2 separate regions of the Arachis hypogaea genome follow, and region 2 is linked to region 1. Evidence: chromatin contacts called from public Hi-C data. All regions are on one chromosome and are shown on one strand. The core of a region is the stretch at or near the end of the contact, and the rest is flanking DNA. Distances in the headings are between cores, read along the strand shown.

Region 1 (5,581 bases), core at 1,002-3,501:
CAGCAACAATGTCATTCACGGCGACGGAATCATCCCAGGGTGCGAACTCTCTGATGAAAAGCAACTTCGATCAAAAAATGCTTTTTAAGTATTACTCATCATAACATTTAAACAAAAACTTGGACATTTTAACACAGACATCTTAGAGCTATTAAGTTCATCAATATTTAAATAGTTTGAAAGAAATAATAAATGGTAAATGTTGCACATATACCCTTTAGGATTTATCCCAGCAGCTGCAACATACAGATCAAGCTTCCCAATGGATTGCCATTTCCATGAACTCCAATCTCCAAGTCCCAAAATTCTGCTCCCATCAGTAACAACCATATCAACCTGAAAAGAACATAAAAAGAGATGTCTCATTATTAAAATGTTGAAATGCATCATTGTTCATCACTATTGTGCGTATAAAGTTGAGCTTCAATTAGAAAGAAATAATAAAACCATAGCAGATAAAAATATATACCTTATACACTTATCATGATGCAGTTTGTAGTGAGTTTTCCACAGGTTGGCCAATCAATTCTATGTAGTGAGTTTGTAGCATTGTACACTCCTGAATCCACAGCACTTTTCGCAGATAAAAACACATGGAACTTTCCATTTGGGCTGGTCGAAATTCCAAAATGATCGTCATAGTTTTGGGCACCTACCTTCTCAATAATTGATATAGTTTCATAAACTAGTAAAATTTGCTCCATTCACTTTGAATGTTGAGCCTTATTCAATTATCAAAAAAAAAAAAAAAAGAAAGAAGAAAAAACATAGATACATACCTGAATCTTGGAAAGAGGGCACAACTTATGATTCGAGTAAGCTTCAGTATATGCTATTCTTGAGTTGAGCTACATGAAAAGAAATACGTACTAGTATCTAAAAGGATTTAAAAGAGGGAGAATTTAGAAGATATTATTAAAGTGACTTACTTGATCTCTTTTTCATTGATGGGGTGCTCTAACTGCATACAATTAATAACACACCTTTTCTTGAATATATCCACCAATGTCTCTCAATACAACATTTCCTAAAGTAAGTATTTACTAATGGCCCTCCCAATCCACCAACCGAAGTAAGTATTTACTTCACATAAATGTTAATGTAGTAATAGGCATCTCAAACCAAAGTAGCAACAACGTCACATACATTTTTCATTTTAGCTTTACCTTTGGTTTCAAGTCTCTATGAATGATACCATGACTTTGTAATATTTTCATACCAGAACCTACAAAACACAGGACCAAACTCCTTAGTTGCAAACTTGCAAGGCTAAAAACATGCTCCAACACCAAAAGAATACTTCAATAAAGAATGCAGGAAAAAGAGTTACCAAGCTGCTGCATGAATCTTCGGGCAGTTTATTGTTGAACTCTCCCATGGGATCGGATATAAGAAGCAAGGTTCCCTCCAGCACAGAACTCCATCACCAAGTACGCACATCCATCATACATTCATACTAAAGTAGAAATCAGAAATAGCGAAAGTTTAAATAACAATAATAAAATGATCCTTCAATTATGCAACAAAAAATTGATTTTTTCGACATATTTCACTTTAATTTAAAAAATAAGAAAAAGGGAATTCAAATAAAAGGGGACTAAAATTAAAAAAGAAGAACCTGGAAGAAATCAAGGAGGCGAACGATGTTGGGGTGGTTGACGGAGGACAAGAAATTGAGCTCGCAGTGGATCGATGACTTAAGGCGGGGGATGAGTTTGGAGAGGAAGACCTGTTTCACTGCCACCTCTTCGTCGGTGCCTCTGTGCTCGCCCTCCACACCGCCGAGAACGACCCATTTCCGATCTTCCGCTTCAGAATGATGTCCTTTACTCTTCCATTCCTGTTGATAGTGATAGAACTGCTGCTGCTTCTTTGACGGAGAAGAGCGCCGCGGTAGGGACTCGCGACTTGGCGACGAGGAACGCGCCACCGCCGTGGATTGCATGAGAAGGATGGCAGGGCAGAAGAACAGCGTCGCAGATGGAGGAGGAGGAGGGACGCACTACGATCTACGACTCTACGGATGGAGGGAGGGAGGCGCTATGGAGGAGAACGGAGATTCTGAGAATAAGGGTGAGGGAGGGACTGAGGGAGGCGCTGCGTGAGTGAGTATCACTTAGGGTTTTAGGGGCTTTGTTATTACGTTATTAGGAGTGTCACGTTTTGACGAAAGAACGAAAGCTTTTTTTTTGTTGGGAAACTTTTGGCCATGCTTTTTAAGCGTGCCAAAAGAATTATAAGAAATGGCCACGATTTTAAAATGTCATTATAATGAAATTATGTCTCTATGCTTCAAAAGCGTGCCTGTTTTCTTTATGACTATATTTACAAAAAAAGTGGCTAAATTTTTAATCAATTGCCACTTTTATAAAAGTGTGGTTATTGACCTCTTTTACCACATTTTTGAACCGTAACAAAAAAAAATATAGTCAAATCTCTAATCAATCGCCACTCTCATAAAAGTGTGATCATTGATGTTTTTTATTGTAGTGATTGAAACTTGATATCATAAAAGATACTAAGATCTTTCATGATGAGCAGTGGCGGAGCTTAGTTTAGACAAGGGGGTCATGGCCTCCCAAACTTTTTATAAAAAATTTAGTAGTACTTTTTCAAAAGATAGAAAATAGTTCAATTGACTTAAATACTTTACTATGACTTAAAGTATCTAATAAGTTCAATAAACAACACTCTCTTTATCTTTAAGTTCAAATATAAAAAATTAGATATTTTTTATTTATTTAATTTAATATTATTTTATATTTTACTATTTATTTAATTTAATTTTTTATATGATAAAAAATAATAGAATATTCAATAAGTATTAATATTATTGTATTTGTATAAATTAATAAAAAAAATTCAATAAATATAATAAGTTTTGATCTTTGTCCTTCTAACTTCTTCTTTACATATTTTACAGGATATATATTTAAATTTTTATATAAAATAATAATGAAAAATCAAAGAATTGATACATTTTTTAAGAGGAAGGCTAATATTTAAGAAGAAGAACATATAACTTTTACAATATCAACACCTGTAGATAGTTTTTCTACATTAATGAATCACGAAGAAAGTGAGATATAACCTTCAAAAGTTCAAAAAGTTACATCTGATGACTTTAACTTTAACTTTTTGGAACGAGATCTTGAAAAAGGGCTTTAAATTTGGCAATATCACCCAAACCAGAGAGATAAGATTAAACGAGCTTATTTTAAATGGGTTCATATCAAAAATGATAATTATTTTCTATTTGTCCCCTCAAAATTTTGTTTCAAGTTTCGCCACTAATTATGAATGTTCCTAAAAATAAGGTGAAATGAGGAGTCGTATTTCATAATTAAAAGTATAAGTACAAGTTGTTATCTCGTATATACAATAATATATAGTACAAATTTATATATTCTGAATTGATAATATAACAAAGACTATACTAACTAAGTAGGTTAATAATTAAAATTCGTTTATGAAAGATTACTCATTTTTTAAATTAATTTTTAAAGATTAAATTAGTTATATTAATCCTAAAAGTTAAATTACAAGTTAAATTAGTCTTTTCGTAAGTTAAACGATGATGTATTATATTAACTGCTATTTGGTATGATGATGTAATAGATTAATATTACGTATCAAAAGATGATTGGTTGGTATTTCAAACAAATTGGCAACATATGGCATGCCATGTGTCATTTGGCACATTATAAATTTATTTAGAATTAAATTAGTCCCTAAAAATATACATGTAAATTATTTTTATTCCTAAAATTTTAAAAATTGATTAAATTAGTTTTTATATAAATTTCTCTTATTTTCATAATATTAAATTTTTAATAATTTTTAATGCTACTAATTTTAATATCTTTTTTAAATCTTAATAAACAAAAAAAAATCTTTTACATAAAATAATAAAAATAATTAAATTATTACAAAGTTATTTTTTTATTTGTATTTTAAAATTTTATATTTTAAAATTATATTTTTTGTAGTGAATTTTTTTTATTTAAATGATTTTATCAAACTATTATTAATTATATACTTAATTTTTTTTTTAATTTTACTAAATAAATATAGTAGTTATTTTAAAATTTAAATTTTTTAAGTTTTTAAAATTTATAATTTTGTTATTGTTTAATTTATGTGGTAAAACTCAATAATTAAAAAATCGATTTATGGGATCACTTGTTAAATCTTAATATCTTAATGTAGTTTTTGTAATATTATTATTACTTAGTTATTGCCATTTCTCTATGTTTTCTCAATTATCATATTTTTTTTTAAATTAATTTGTTAAAAAGAATTTTGAACTAAAACAAATATAGAAAGATAAAAATAGATAACTCATGATAGCTTGGACTAAATTTTTAGGTGAGATCCAAAAGATTAAAATTTTTAAAATATAATTAATAATAGTTTGATATTTATATAAAAGAATTTCACTACAAAAAAACTAGAATTTTAAAATGTAAAATCTAAAAATATAAATAAAAAAAATAAATTTGTAATAATTAAAATATAAAAAATTTAATATTATAAAAAAGACAAATTCAAAGGATTAATTTGAATTAATATTAAAATTTTAAAAATGAAAATAACTTATGAATGTATTTTTAGATACTAATTTAAGTCAAAATAAATTTATGACATGCCAGATAACACATGGCGCACATGCCATTAACTTGCTATCTCATCATATTACGTGACACTTAATATGATATGTCGTCATTTAACTAATGAAAGGACTAATTTAATTTATATTTTATATTTTAAAGATTAATATGACTAATTTAATATTTTAGGAATCAATTTAAAAAATTAGTAATTTTTTAAAAATAAATTTGACTATTAAACCCAACTAAACGAGTAGCTAAGACCAGAAAATACTCTAAATCTCCTTGTACTGACCCAATTCAACTCTTAGAACCTCTAATACTAACGAATACTCTAATTTATAACATTTTAAATTAGGTCCTTGCAATGCTTATTTTTATACAATTCCTACATAATACACATATTATAACGGTATCTAGAAAATTTTCTGTTTATACTACAATATCTAAACAAATTCAGTCATCACAAAAAAATCTTTGAGAAACAGTAACCCCAATCCCATATTATCACAAAATATATATATATAGGACGAATGCTGACAAACTACTCATGAGAGATCAAAAATAAATTTTATACTCATAAAAGTTTAACCCCGTTTATCAAAAGTATCCAGACATTAAGAACGCATTAGAGACGTTAAGTGAGGATATTGCATATTATTTCTGTTTTTATTATTTTTTAGTTATTTCTGATTTTTTCCAGTTAGATTAGAATAAGAAATTAGACTCTATTCGTGCCAAACATCTTTATCCTTTCCACTCCTCTTCTTCGATAAGAACTATGCCCTAAAAGAGCTAAGATCATTGTCTACTTTGGTTGCCGAAAAAAGATGTTGTAGAACGTCGACCAGCTTACGAAGCATGCATCTGCAGTCGTCATCACTGTCGCTGGCGATTCAGTGAGGTACAAACTGCGAACTGCTCTGTACTTTGTAAGAGAAAGAACAAGTTGTCTCTCTCTACATTTTGAG
Region 2 (5,581 bases), core at 1,149-3,648, 500 kb before region 1:
GGGAACCTAGATTCCATTTTAGCTGTAATAGAACCATCTAAGAGAAATATAAGTGAAAATTCAGAAAGTTGAAGTTTTTCTTTGACACATCTTGCTACAAAATTTATGTAACCTTTAAATGAAGCTGGAAAAAAAGCCTATATTCAAGCCTCACCGTAAATAAACATTTTCAGGTCACAAACTCTGAAATAAACTGAAAAGAGTGCAGTAAGAAGGAGAAGCCAACGCGAAAGTTTGTGTTTGGTAATCCAACCAAGCCTTCTACCACGACGCAAGATTCGCGAGCCATGGTCACTTTTACCAAGAGAATTGACAACCGCATCAATGATGCCCCTTCTCTCGGTGAGCAATTCTTCTAGCTCCTACAGCTACAAGCAGTTGGCGTGAAAGGGAAAACATTCAAGGAAACTCCACCACAAATAGTTTCCAATTGGATTATCCATTGAAATTGGAAAAGCCAGAAAATGAAAAGATGAGAATGCTACACCTCACAGGGAAGAGCAATGCAGGAAAAGGTGAATCTTCTTCTTCTCCAAGGTGAGATATTTGTGCAGGGAACAAGAGTCAAACAGTGGAATGAACATCAAAAACGGATCCTTTGAGCAAATGCGTGAGCGAACAGAGGAACAGAAATGCATGTGACCTGTTTCAGAAAGAAAACAATCGAGTCAAGTCAACTAATTTATCTAGAACCCCCAATTGACCATGAGCATAGTAGAAGTCTCCAAAATCATTGTATCCCATTCTTATGCTTTCTTTGATCAAGTTTGTCTGCAAAAAAGAAAGACAAGTTAAAGGAACAAATAGGAAAAAGCAGGCCAATAACAACAACAGCCGAATTACTTGAACTAATCAACTACATCTTAGAAACAAAAATAGAAAAGCTAACTTATCATATAAGAAAAGCAAACTAATGTGGTCAATTAACATAAAGTATTCAAATCAGTTTATAATTCAAAAGGTCAATGGGATAGTATTCCAATTTGGCTTCTAATCAAAATCGTAGTTTAGAAAAAAGTAATTCGTAGAAAATCATGGCCAAGGTGACAGTGGGAGAAATGAGTAATCCAAGTGAAATACAGAGTCTTTCTTAAGGCAACATGATTTCATTGATTGAGAATCAAGGGGAAAACTTATTGCAACAAAACTATGATTACCTAACGAATGTGATAAAGTGTGCCTGAGATTATAAGCAATGAACACTAAACGTTAACTTATATATACTAACAAATATAACTAAAACTATTAGCTAATTCATAACCAACTCAAAAAACCCAAACAAATCTCTAATTTAAATTATATATGATTCCTCTACCGCAAAAAAAGTCGATCACATCTTCAAAAGCAAAATGTTGCAAAGAGAAATAATCCATCCATACCCTATACGCATTGAGCTCGTTATCGAGCTTCTCCTTCTTCTGCTCCGCCCTATGATCCACCACGTCGCACCACGCCGAATCGAGCTCGTAGCTGGGCCCTAACCTCCCATTAATCTTCTGCGCCACCTCCCTCATCAGCTGCGTGTTCTCTCCCTTCTTGATCTCGTTGTACGCCATTTGCAGCGCCTTAAGATTCATCGAAGGATTACCGACCTTCTCGTCACATAAGTCCTGTGCTCTATAACTTCCATCATCAAAGTATTATCAATTAACGCTACTAGCTCACAAACCCCAATTTTCAATCCCTAGATTGCTTCATTACATGGCAATGCAAAAATAATGAATTGATTGAAGTGAATTTCAAAATACAACCCCAGCAGAACATGCAAAGCAAACTGACTACTCGTATTCTTGAGAGGATAATATACTGGCAATTTGATCGGAAGCTCACAACGAATCAAGCAACCATTCTCCCACACATTTCTCCGAATGTTCTTATTCAACAACTGAATCAACCTCTTCGAGGCTATTCGATTTTCCACTCTCCGACACGAAAAATTTCAGCTCGCCGGAACCGGCGGCGACTGCTCCGATCACCAGTCGATTATCCCCTTCCTCTTCAACGTATAGAAGCTTTCTTAGTCTGCGAGCAGCATGAACTGCCGCTTGAGTGTCGGCGCCGGCTCCGTAAGCAAGCGCTCCAATTACTTCAAAGCCTTTAGGAATCAATGTCCGAAACTCCTCTGTTTACAAATTCCAAAACGCGAGACAGAGAAAAAGTTGAAGTGAATTTAAGATTTGAAATTGATATATATAGAGAGAGAAGGAAAACCTGATTCTTTGTGGACATCATCAGAGGAGAGACGAAGCGACAGCAGCAGCGGAGCGACGGCAGCAGCAGAGCGACGGCGGCGCGGCGGCGATGGAAAAGGAGGGTTGAAGTATGCGAGGTGTATTCAGGGGTAAAATGAGGGTTGGTGAAAATTGAAATGGTGAATTTGGAAAAATAAAGGAAACGCGGAGAGTGAGTGGGGGAACTTAATTTATTGATAAAAATCGACAGCCTATCCGTCGATTTTAATTTGAAAATAAACGACGTCTTAGGCGTCGATTTTATATATTAAATCTGTACCATCCATTTAATTTTAAAAAGTGATCAAGACCGTTTAAATTTATCGACGACAAAATGTGTCGATATTTTAAATAATAAAATAGACGCTACGTTCGTCGATTTTAAAATAAAAATATTTTCCTCTCACACCCCGTCGACAATGTGTCGATAGTAAGAGAATGGTTAATGGATTACCAAAAAAATCGACGACTTTACTGTCGATTTTAATATTTTATTTTTAATTATCTTTTTTAATAATATCGACGGCAAGCCGTCGAAAAATATCGACGGGAGAGATAACCGTCGATTTTTAGCGTCGAAAAATATACTTTTTCTTGTAGTGCTCTCTCTCTCTCTCTCTCTCTCTCTCTCTCTCTCTCTCTCTCTCTCTCTCTCTCTCTCTCTCTCTCTCTCTCTCTCTCTCTCTCTCTCTCTCTCTGCAGACATGACGACAGGAAGAAGTGTCACGAATTAGCCTCGTGATCGGAATAGAGGGAGGGTTTCTACTGGTACTCGTGGGACTTCTCAGTCATCGCCCTCTACTCCAACTACCCCTGGGACATCACAAGCAATGGGTGCACAGGATCAGCCGTTCATCATGGTCTCTAACCCTAACTACATGGATCTTTCTACTGCGCCACCCCCGTCACCACGAAGTCATGCGGCTGCTTCATCAGAGTAGACTCCTCCACCACCTCCATCCACTCAGCAACCCACTACTTCGATGTCGACGCCACCTCTAGGTACAGACACCGCAGTGTCGGAACCCACTCATGGATCCCAGCCAAATTCTCCTTCACTATTGCCTATCGTACGGATGACAATTTGGCCTGATGGTTTAATGGCGTGAGTACTATTTTAATGTCTTTTAAAAGCAATTTATGTTGATATTCTTGTTCAACATATGTGTTTGCTAATCTTAAGTTTTTCAATGATAGGTTTGTGTAAATAACAATGCATGTACATATGAATGTACCAATGTCATTAAGCTGATGTGAGATAATCCATGGCCTAACTACAAGAAGATCTCTGCTGAGATCAGAGAGCAATGATTTCAGAAGTGGGCGGTAAAAACTCAATATATTCAAACTTTAGCTAGTTTATATCTTCTATTTTATTTAATTATTTATTTAATTTCGATTAACTAGTGCTAAATATTTCTTTATGCAGGAGAAATTTATATGGGAGAAGACTCACAATGGCATGATCAGGAAGATTTTCGACCATCAGATGGCTAGGCAGCTTCAGCAGATGATGCAGGACGTACGTAAGAAGCGCGACCACCTCACTCAGTGGCTCTGTCTGGCCATTAAGAATGAACCGTACATCCATTGGGAGAGTGATGAGGGGTTCTGGCATCGTCGTCTCACAAACAGAGCTAACAGGGCATCGTCCAGGTCGTTGAAGTATACCGACGGGTTTGTGACTTTCGTGAAGACAAAGGCTAGACTGGTATGTAAATTGTTTCATTTTTTATTGTTAAGTTGTTTTTGTCTTTGACATATAATGTCATTATTACTTGATTTAACATATTGTTTCAATATGTGTAGTATAAGTCGTTGGATTGTGATGTGACGATAGGGGAGACCTTCAAGTATACTCACACCTTGAATGAAAATAAGGAAAGATTTTCTTATCAGCAGTCTGCGGACCCTTATGTGAGTAAACATCATGTGATATAAAGTTTTCAATTAACTGTCATCCTAATGAAAACATGTGTTACACAAGAGTCCTACAAGCAAAGATTGGAGGCAACAACCCAGCAATCTCAGCATACTAAAGAGGACGACAACAACTCCGCTGATTCAATTGTTGATCCTGATAAGGTTTGGCTCGGAGTGCATTTGAGCCGTACAAAAATTGCGTCTATGGACTGAGATCGTTCTTTACCAACAACCTCTACACCTCCAGATTGAAGGCTTATTCTGCCTCTGCCACCAGCCCTGTCGATCCTAAGGATAGCATTGATTTGAGGGAGCAGGTGCAGAATCTCACCCAAAGCCTTCACCAACAGGCTCAGCAGCTACAACAGTCTGAGATGAGGTTTAACAAGATTCTTGCATGCGCGTCAGACACAGATTTCTTCAAGTTGGAGCTTAGGCAGGAGATGGAGCGGATTCAGCGGATGCAGCAACAGATAGCGGTGTACCACGAGCAAATGCACGCTGGTGATAGCGGTGCTGCTAGAGGGGCACTGACATCATCGCCTAGACCACCTTAGCAGGGCCAGAAGAATGACGACGACAACGACTATCAGGATCTGTAGTGATTAGGATTTTGTTCTAGACTATTTGATTGTATCTTATTTATTTAACTTTTTATTTTATATGTACACTTGATATTTAATAAAATCCTTATTTGATTTCTATTATTTAGAATTTAACTACTAATTTTGTTAAAAAAATAAAAAATTAAATTTAGAGTAAAGTATCGTTTTTGTCCCCAACGTTTGGGGTAAGTCCTATTTGTGTCCCTAACGTTTAAATCGTCCTATTTGTATCCTTAACGTTTATAAAAGTGATTCAATGTTATCATACTATCAATTATACTAACAAATCAGATTATATTTTTCAATTATTCTCACTTGGATGTATTCATTCTAAATTAGGTCTCACTTGGATGTGGTCAATTTTAATATTATACCCATTATTTGTGTTTAGATTCAATTATGTCCCTAGAAAAGTGAATTATGTAAATGTTGTAAGAATTAGTTTCAACATTTGATGAGCTATTTTTTGGAGTAGATCATCGATTCAATCCCAGATATTTGTATTCTAACTTCAAGAAGAGATTTTTAAAACTCAAACTAAAGCGCTCATGATATATAATTGACGGTAGGATAACATTGAATCACTTTTACAAATGTTAGGGATACAAATAGGACGATTTAAACGTTAAGGATACAAATAGGATTTACCCCAAACGTTGAGGACAAAAACAATACTTTACTCTTAAATTTATTATTGAATTTACCAGGAGAAAAATCCGACAATAAGATGGTGCAAAACAATATAGTGGTGCCAAAATTACTGGCAAACAATTTCCGCTGGTAGCCAAATATTTTTTTATCAAACAATCCGTCGAAGAATTT

What was found. A called contact is a pair of places that touch in the nucleus more often than the background predicts.
Region 2: a Hi-C map of leaf shows a contact between it and region 1, with 2.7 times the contacts expected there. The contact joins the promoter of LOC112785030 here to the promoter of LOC112782831 in region 1. A contact is called at or near these places in 2 of 8 Hi-C or Micro-C datasets (both in leaf).

What each region holds. Positions count from the first base shown.
Region 1 is chr20:47,037,040-47,042,620 of arahy.Tifrunner.gnm2.J5K5, reverse strand. It overlaps LOC112782831, which reads right to left and starts at 2,251. Exons shown (of 8, transcript XM_072229281.1): 1 at 1,619-2,251; 2 at 1,331-1,456; 3 at 780-1,225; 4 at 470-656; 5 at 215-336; 6 at 1-50. The coding sequence starts at 330. LOC140182818 (a long non-coding RNA gene) reads left to right here and starts at 5,348. Exons shown (of 2, transcript XR_011878962.1): 1 at 5,348-5,581.
Region 2 is chr20:47,540,870-47,546,450 of arahy.Tifrunner.gnm2.J5K5, reverse strand. It overlaps LOC112785030 (COP9 signalosome complex subunit 1), which reads right to left and starts at 2,398. Exons shown (of 6, transcript XM_072229997.1): 1 at 2,212-2,398; 2 at 1,380-2,122; 3 at 488-771; 4 at 155-368; 5 at 1-22. The coding sequence starts at 1,577. The coding sequence ends at 649.